2 separate regions of the Sus scrofa genome follow, and region 1 is linked to region 2. Evidence: chromatin contacts called from public Hi-C data. All regions are on one chromosome and are shown on one strand. The core of a region is the stretch at or near the end of the contact, and the rest is flanking DNA. Distances in the headings are between cores, read along the strand shown. Region 1 has its middle 5.7 kb from the start of FFAR2. Region 2 holds the start of FFAR3 (free fatty acid receptor 3).

Evidence for each region. A called contact is a pair of places that touch in the nucleus more often than the background predicts.
Region 1: a contact with region 2 is called in a Hi-C map of fetal liver, with 2.4 times the contacts expected there. The contact joins the enhancer-like site here to the promoter of FFAR3 in region 2. A contact is called at or near these places in 1 of 5 promoter capture datasets (liver), 12 of 47 Hi-C or Micro-C datasets (blood, embryonic fibroblasts, fetal heart ventricle and 3 more) and 1 of 2 datasets of contacts at active chromatin or transcription factors (alveolar macrophages).

The regions. Positions count from the first base shown.
Region 1 is chr6:44,906,380-44,910,505 of Sscrofa11.1, reverse strand. No RefSeq gene overlaps it. Among named protein-coding and RNA genes, the nearest start is that of FFAR2, 5.7 kb to the right of the region's middle. Within about 2 kb of position 1,540, at least 15 of the 83 cell types and tissues checked have an H3K27ac peak or open chromatin away from gene starts, as enhancers often do. A contact at or near this core is called in alveolar macrophages, fetal liver and liver, where this site is marked.
Region 2 is chr6:44,841,925-44,846,314 of Sscrofa11.1, reverse strand. FFAR3 (free fatty acid receptor 3) reads right to left here and starts at 2,166. Exons shown (of 2, transcript NM_001315601.1): 1 at 2,064-2,166; 2 at 1,143-2,061. The coding sequence starts at 2,151. The coding sequence ends at 1,181.

The DNA of each region.
Region 1 (4,126 bases), core at 291-2,790, 65 kb before region 2:
GCCTACACCACAGCCACAGCAATGTGGGATCCGAGCCGTGTCTGTGACCTACACCACAGCTCATGGCAACGCCAGATCCCCAACCCATGAAGCAAGGCCAGGGATCGAACCCGCAACCTCATGGTTCCTAGTTAGATTCATCAACCACTGCACCATGATAGGAGCTCCTAGAATGACATTTTAAAAAGGTTGCCATATATACATAGCTACAGGGTACTAGATACTGTTCTAATTATTTTGTATGTACCATGTTAAGCCCACTTAATCTTCATAATAACATGAAGATATAGGTGCATTGACCCCATTTTTTTTTTTTTCCAGTCGGAAAACCAAAGCACAGAGTGCACAGTGTAAGGCAGGATTCAGACCCAGTTGCTACTGACTGCTGCCCCCTGGAAACCCTTCTAGTTAGTCCAGGGGCAGAGTAGGTCTAGATAGGGTGCTTCTCAACCCTCTGAGTCCTGATGCCAGGAAATTGTGAACAAAATACAATGCCCAGATACATGGCATTTTTTGAAGTTTCTCAGGTGGCTCTGAATTGCAGCCAGGATTGAGAATCATGACTGGAGGCTTTTGAAGATTCCCTAGAATTCCAGGGTTCTGTGCACACACCGCCATTTCTGTTCCAGGCAGCATGGGATGGCTCCTGGTTACCTCCTCAGCCTCCTGCCCAGGCATCCTGCCCCCCCACCCCCAGCCATGGCTCCTTACCAGAAATCAGCTTTCCGTACTGGTCTCCCCTCTGCTCTCAGCACTTGGCTGTTCCATCTCTGCTTCCTTTCTTTCCCCAGGATCTCAGCTCAGTCTCTTCCTCCCTCCCCAGTGTTCTGCACTGGACCAGGGTACACCGCCTGAATCGTGAACCCCCTGCTTTCTCTTTGCAGCACAGGAACCAATTAAGAAGAGAATTTGCACATCTAGTTTTGAGAGGGAGTCTGGAGTCCTCGCCAGGAGTCAGAAGATTGTCTCGGTGAAGACTGGTGCATGACACGGCTCTGAGCCTCAGTTGTCCTTTTTGTTAAGCAGGGCAAAGCCGTGGGCTGTGCTTCAAGGGGCACTTTCGAAGGGCCTTCCCAAGCCACTCATTCATTGCTCAAAGTCATCCCCTACCCCGATGCTGTCTTGCTGGCTTCCCAGCCCTTAGCCTGGCCTCACAGGGTCTGTTTTTTTGTCTTGTAGACTGAACATGAGCTGCATGAGAACAGAGGTCTTGTCCTCCTTCACTGCTGTGTCTGTAGCACCTAGAGTAGGGCCTCACACCTAGTAGCCTCCATGTACCTTTGTGGATGAACAAATGTGTGCATTTGATGACATAATATCTGTGGTGGCACCTTAGAAACTGCTGTAGGCGAGTGTGGGCTTTTTATTGAAAACGCCTCGATTTGGGAGCAGCATGTTTACTTTTCCTAGCACTGTTTCCTTGAGGCTGATGGCGCTGGGGCTGACAGATGGCGGGGGATGGCGTCTGGGGAGAGGGAGCCTGAGGTTCGAATAGAGCTGCGGCCAGCCCCTCTGTGGGTAAGCTGCTGGTGGACGGAGAGCTGACCGCAGCCTGTGCTGGCTTCCTGCCCCCAGCACTTCGCATCTCCTACCTTATCAGGCCTGGGAGACTTCGCCAATTGGGTTACTGGACTGCTGCCTCTGAGGGCTTAGAGATCTTTGGCCCAATTTCCTGGCTGAATGTGCAACTTGTAGATGAGAAGTGTCCTCATTTCCTGTGACTAGAGAAAAGTAATGAAGAGGAGAAAATGGGGCAAAAGTATCTAACCACAGGCGGTAGATAAATCGGAGGGGGCAAGAAAGAGAGAGAGCAAGAGTTAACACACACCTGGAGGAAAGGACTGGGGAGTTAAAGGGAATGGAGTTGAAATCTTGCCCCACGTTTCCCTTTAGACCCCTCCAGGCTTGCCGACACCTGCCTTCTCCAACCACTGTAATCCCCACGAAACCGCACTTCATGTGAGCTCTGCCTGTGTGGTCAGTTGAGAATTTCTGAGGAAGGGGCACCTTAGCATCTTTTTCCAAAAAAGGGGAAGTGAAACAGTCAGTGCCAGGTTCCTCTTTCCTGCGGATTGGGCCCCCTGGTCAGCCTCAGTCAGCTCCCTCCACCCCTGTTTCCTGGTAGCGGCTCTAGGCTGCTCTCTGTGTTATTCATTAACCAGGCACTAATATTTCTGTTTGCCCATCTGTCTTCCTGCAGGGGATTCAGAGGAGTCCCGCAATCTAACCAGCCACACGGATCCTCTCAGATGAGGCCCAGTCAGCCACACTGAGCTAGTGGGTGTTGTGTCAGGGAGAAAGTTTTCTCCAGTAGGATTGATCAGTCTGCCAGCTGAGCATACGTGCTGGGAGGTGCGGCCAGTGATATGCTTGAACTGGCTTTCAAGAGCCGATGGTTTAGCTTCGCATGCCAAACCCGTGTTCCATGTCTTCACCTTGATAGAAATGGGCCCTGGAGGGAGTGTGCACCCGCCCCAGAGATTGGCAAGTGCTGCAAATCAGGGCCTTTGCTATCCTCTGTCTTCTGTCCCCTGCACCCCCTTCCCAAGAACCAGCACACGCTGGGGACCCTTGACCATCAAGCAGACGGATGATAATGAACAAGGCTGCCTCCTGGCTATCTGGTTCTTGGACAGCCAATTCTAATGAAAGAGAAAACAGTTCCACTTTCAGGGAGCTTCCAGCCTGATGAAAACTCTCCGTGTTTGCTGTAATACTTTATGGTCCTTAACTCTGCTGTGCCTATTATCTCCTTGATCCTAAGAGCCATCTCCCATCAGTGATAGGCACAGATCATCCTAAAATGGAAATCAGATTATTTCACTCTTTTGCTGAAAACCCCCCAATGGCTTCAAAAACTCTTGCAATCAGTTCGTATTTCTGAGGCCTAAAAAGGCCTAAAACACTTTGCATGGTCTGGTTTCTGCCGACTTCCCCGACTTCCTCGTTCACTCATTCACTCTCTCCCCATTTCACGATATTCCAGCCCAGTGGTTCTCAGAGTGTGGTCCCTGAACTACCCACATCAATATCCCCTGGGATTGTTAGAAATACAAACTTATGGGCCCAGTCCCAGACCTGCTGATTCTGAAGCTGTGGGGAGGGAAGACCCTAATCTGTGTGTTAGAAAACCCTCCATGGGATTCTCAGACATGCCTGAATTTGCAGGCCACTGCTTTAGCCCCACTGCTCTAGCATCTCTCTGCCCTTGAGATGCTCAGGTTTTCTCTTTCCTTAAGGCTTTTGCATCAGTGGTTCCTGTTTCTAGAATGCTCTTCCCATGGGCCTCTGTAAGGCAGCTCCTCCTCATTGTTTAGGTCTCAGCTGAACATCGCCGATTCAGGAGGACCTTCCAAACATCCTCAATCCCTCCTTATGCTTCCTTCCATACCCCTGTTTTGGTCCATTCGTAAAAACCATTTGCCGCATTCTGACATGACCTTGTTATTTGTGTACTGGCTTATTAACTTTTCTTCCCCACTAGAATGAAAACCTCAAGAGGGCAGGTATCTTGTCTCTTATGGATGCTGCATCTCCAGCCCCTAAAAAAGTATCTGGCTTATAGTAGATAAAAATAAGTGCATATTTGTTGAACAAATGAATTACCAATTTCCTAGTAAAGAAATGGTTTATATATCAAGTGACTTGAGGAAGATCAAATGCTTGTTAGTGAGTAGTTAAAGCTTCACCTTGAAAGTCTCAGAGTAGCACCAGAAATTTTCAATCACTTTGCAGCAGGAGCAGCCATATCCTTAAAACCCTGGGAATCTCTGAGTTGGGAGGCTTCTGGCAGTTAACTGGCTCAGCCCTTATTGGATGTGTGAGTTCCCTCCATGTCCTAGGTTGAGTGTTTTCTCTCTCTTACTTCAACATTCCTGGAGGCTGGGGACTGATTACCTTGTAGAGCCCTGGCTGGTTAAGGTGTAACTCCCTGCTTTTTTGCCCACGACCCTTGTTCTTCTCTGTGAGGCTACAGAGAATACATCTTCCACAGAATGAACCTTATCTGTTTCAGCCACATATTCAGCATTCTCTGACTTGCTTCTCATATGTCAGTGAAAAAATCAGGCACTTTGGAGTCTGGAAGACCTAGAAAGTTCCCGTAATTATCTCAGGCTACTTCTGT
Region 2 (4,390 bases), core at 917-3,416:
ACTAATCCTCTTTATTTTTTTCAAGAGGGCATTTTTTTTTTTTTTTTTTTTTTTTACTGGGAAGGGGATGTGTATACCCAGATAGTCAATCTGTTTTGCATCTGGTTCTGTTTGTCCTTGCGGCCTATTTACATTTGTCTGGGTCAGACCGCTGCGGCTAACTCTGGAAGTCTGCCTAGGCCTGGGGACAGCTGATGACACACAGTGGGGGCAGAGTGGATTAGGGACATGGGTTTCAGAGGCAGCTAATTTCAGCTCCCAGCCCTGCTTCAACTACGTATGGGCTTCAGGATCTCAGGTGAGAGACCTCACCCCTCCAGGCCCATTCCCTCAGCTGTAAAATGGGCCAAGTAATAGTACCGGCCACAGCTGAGAAAATGGAAGAGGACAAGGTCCAGCCGAGGCCTTAAGATAGGTTAGATGTTATTTTTATTCCTCTAACCCAGATTCTCTCCCAGCATCTAGGCATCGTATTGTTTAACCCCTTTCCTTCAGAGTCTAGGTGTTTTTTCCTTCCAACAATTCCACCTAAGATATACCCACGTACACTGTAAGAAAAAAAAATCAATTAAGGAAAAAACTATTCTCTTTTGCTTGCTGCCAAATTTACTTAAGTAATTTTTCTTCTGTCATTTTTCATAACTATCTCTGAAAATCTGAGCTGGGATTTCTGAATTGGGGTATGAATTATTATTCATAATGGAAACTTTCTGGAAAAGTCCGTGGGACCAGCAGCATGCTCCTTTGGGCCTGAAGTCCTGTGTCCCCACTCTTGACCTTCTGGGTCAGTAGGTCTGAAGGACAGATGCTGCCTCTCTCCTGTCCCAAGTCCCTGGGGGGCTCCCTTGGACCCTGCACACTGCTCTCAACTCCTCCCTGACCCTCAGAAAAGCTGGGCCTGCTGCCCTGGGGAGCTCGTTTTACTCCAGCACGCGCTCTCACTGTGGCTGCCTCCAGAGCATGCCGGGGACAGGAAGGGAGGGCAGGGAAGGGAGTTCAAGAGCTGGGCTCTGGTGCCCACGGCCCGAGGGAGGCTGGGCGCCCACTCTGCCCCAGACCCAGCCAGTCCCCAGCCTGCGTGGCCAAGGCCCTGCCCGACTTGAGCCAGGAACCGCCCCGGGGAGGAGCCACCTTGCGGCCCGGAGCACCTGGCCTCCGCTCCAGCCCCTCCTCGAGGCCGCTACCTGGTGTCTATATTGGACAGCTCCTGCGGCGGCCCCTCCACTTCGCTCTTCTTCAGTTTCCCGCTGCTTTCCTGCCGCCAAAAGCCCCAGGCCCCCGTCAGCCTCCCCAGCAGCCCCTGGCAGTCAGCTTGGAACCCCGAGGATGAGAAGTAGTAGATGAGGGGGTCGACGCAGGAATTCAGGGTGCTGAGGAGCAACACGTAAGGTCTCCACTCGGGGCTTTTGCCCTGGATGTAGCCCACGACGTGGGACACGTTGTAGGGCCCAAAGCAGACGAGGAAGTTGAGCAGCGTGGCTGCCACAAGTCCTGCCACCCTCTTCCGCCGGTGGTAGCTGGCTCCCCTGCTGAGTATGCACACCAGGCGGCTGTAGCAGTAGCTGGTGATGAGCAGGGGCACCCCGAAAAGGACCACAGCCATCTCCAGCCGGACGGGCAGGAGAAGAGCCAGCTGATCCTCCCGGAACTCCAGGTAGCAGGTCCCGTTGGCATCCTGGCTGTTGGAGGAGTCCCCCGAGAACTCGATGATGTAGACCACGCTGCAGTGAGCGGCAGCCAGGAGCCAGCAGACCACGCTGACCAGGCCAGCCTGTCCTGGCCTCGGCCGGGTCTTGTACCAGAGTGGGTAGGCCACGCTTAGGAAGCGCTCAATGCTCACAGCTGTCAGGAAGAGGGACGTGAGATAGACGGTGGTGAAGAAGAGGAATCCGGAGACGGGGCAGAAGATGAAGGGCAAGGGCCAGTGCATGCCACTGGCCGCCTCCGCCATGCGGAAGGGCAGGAAGAGCAACAGGAGCAGGTCTGACAGGGTCAGGTTCAGCAGGAGCACATCCACGGCCACCGGGCGGCGGCGCAGCTTGCCCACGAAGATCACCAGGGCCCCAGGTTGAGGGGCAGCCCCACGAGGAACGTCAAGAGGTACACGGAGAAGTAGAGCCAGTAATGGCCGGGGAAGAAGCTTGTGCCCATGGCCGTGGCCACTGGTGAGAAAGAGACAGAGATGGCGGTCCGGGTGGGGATCTTGCACCATCCTCTTCCCCACCTGCAGCAGGGAGCATCCTCACAGCCCCCCTCCCTCACGCCCCTGGTGCTTCCCTCAGCGGGGTCCACTTGCCTCTCTTCCTGCTCGTACCCCATCTCCTGTCCCTCCACCGTAATGCAAGCAGAGACACCCTCCACAGCCCCTCAGGACCCCAGGCTCACCTGCTGGTCTGAGAACCCAAATGCTCTGCCTCCCGGCACCTTGCCGGCTTCTCCAGAATGAGTATGGTTAGCTATTATCTGGCAGAACTGATAAAAACCTGGCAGTGCCCATGACGTCACTCACTGTTGAGCAACAGCACAAAAGATGCCTTTAGCTCCGTTAGCAGCACCGGGCCAGTATGCAAAATGAGGAGCAAGTTCCACGACTGCCTACGTGCCTTGCTCCTGGGCCTCAGACAGGCTGCAGACAGGCAGACTTCATCTTCTTCTCCCTGATTCGCCACTTGAATTTTATCTGCTCTCCTAGAATGGCACTGGTCCAGTTTGCCTTGTAAGGGCAGGAAGCGTGAGGCAGTGATGGAGAGCTTGGGCTCTGAAGCCGGGGCCTGGGTTCAGTGCTGGCCCTGTCACTTTCCAACTCTGATTGGGGGCAAGTGCCTTAAATCCTCTGTGTGTCTGCGTTCTCATTGGTAAAACAGGGATGATTGCAGGACCAATCTCAGAAGGCTGTTGTGTAGATGAAAGCATTCATCACGTCAAAGGCTTAGAATGGAGTCTGGTGTGTTGCGGTGAGCGGCTGTCATCATCCCAGTCACTGGCTGGGCTTGTCTCTGGTGTGAGAGTGATACTATTAACCATGACGTGGTGGCCACGATAATAACAGCTACCTTTTAGCGGGCGCATAATCCACAGTAGACGTATTGCCTCTCAGGTCTCTACCATGTGCCTTGAAATCCTCACAGCAAGGAAGCAGCTTGCTCCAGGCAAGACAGCTTGTTAATATCACCACCAGAGTTCAAACCCAACTTCTGTCCAGTTGGGTTTCTAATAAATGTTTTTTGTTTTTTGTTTTTCCTTGCCTTTTTCTAGGGCTGCGCTTGCTGCTCGTGGATGTTCCCTGGCTAGAGGTCTAATTGGAGCTGTAGCCGCCAGCCTACGCCACAGCCACAGCAACGGAGGATCCGAGCCGCGTCTGCAACCTACACCTCAACTCATGGCAATGCCAGATCCTTAACCCACTGAGCAAGGCCAGAGATTGAACCCACAACCTGATGGTTCCTAGTCGGATTTGTTCACCACTGAGCCACAGCGGGAACTCCTCTGATAAATGTTGTTTCATCCATTCAAGTATTTATGGAGCACAGTGAGGTGTCATTTCACACCCACTAGGATGGCCATAAGGAAAAAAATCTTACCACTAACTGTTGATGAACATCTGGAGAAATGGGAATTCTCATACAAGGCTGGAGAAAATGCGAAATGGTGGAATCACTTTAGAAAACAGTTTGGCATTTTCTTAAAAAATTAACATAAATCTACCATACAACTCAGTTCTGCTATAGGTATCCACTGAAAAGAAATGAGAACCTGTGTCCACATAGACTTGCTCATAAATGTTCATATGCTAATTGGTCATAATAGCCAAAAAGTTGTAACATCACCTGGTGGTCCATCAGCTAGTCAACGGATGAACTGTGCAGCATAGACATACAATGGAATACTATATAGCAATGAAAAGGAATGAAATAGCCCTGCGTACCATAACATGGATGAACCTTAGCAGCAGTGAAACAAGCCAGGCAGACTATGTCCTTTTTTTTTTTTTTTGGGTCCTTACCCACAACATGTGGAAGTTCTGAGGCCAGGGACCAAACTCAAACTCAAGCCACAGCAGTGACAACCCTGAGTCCTTAACCCCTAGGCCACCAGGGGACTCCCATGTATGTCTCCTTTTTTTTTTTTTTTTTTTTGTCTTTCTGCCATTTCTAGGGCCACTCCTGCGGCATATGGAAGTTCCCAGGCTAGGGGTCCAATCGGAGCTGTAGCCACCGGCCTACACCAGAGCCACAGCAACGCCAGATCCTTAACCCACTGAGTGAGGCCAGGGATCGAACCTGCAACCTCATGGTTCCTAGTCAGATTCATTAGCCACTGTGCCACGACGGAAACTCCTATGTTTCCATTTCTGTGAAATGTCCAGAACAGACAAATTTATGGAGACAGA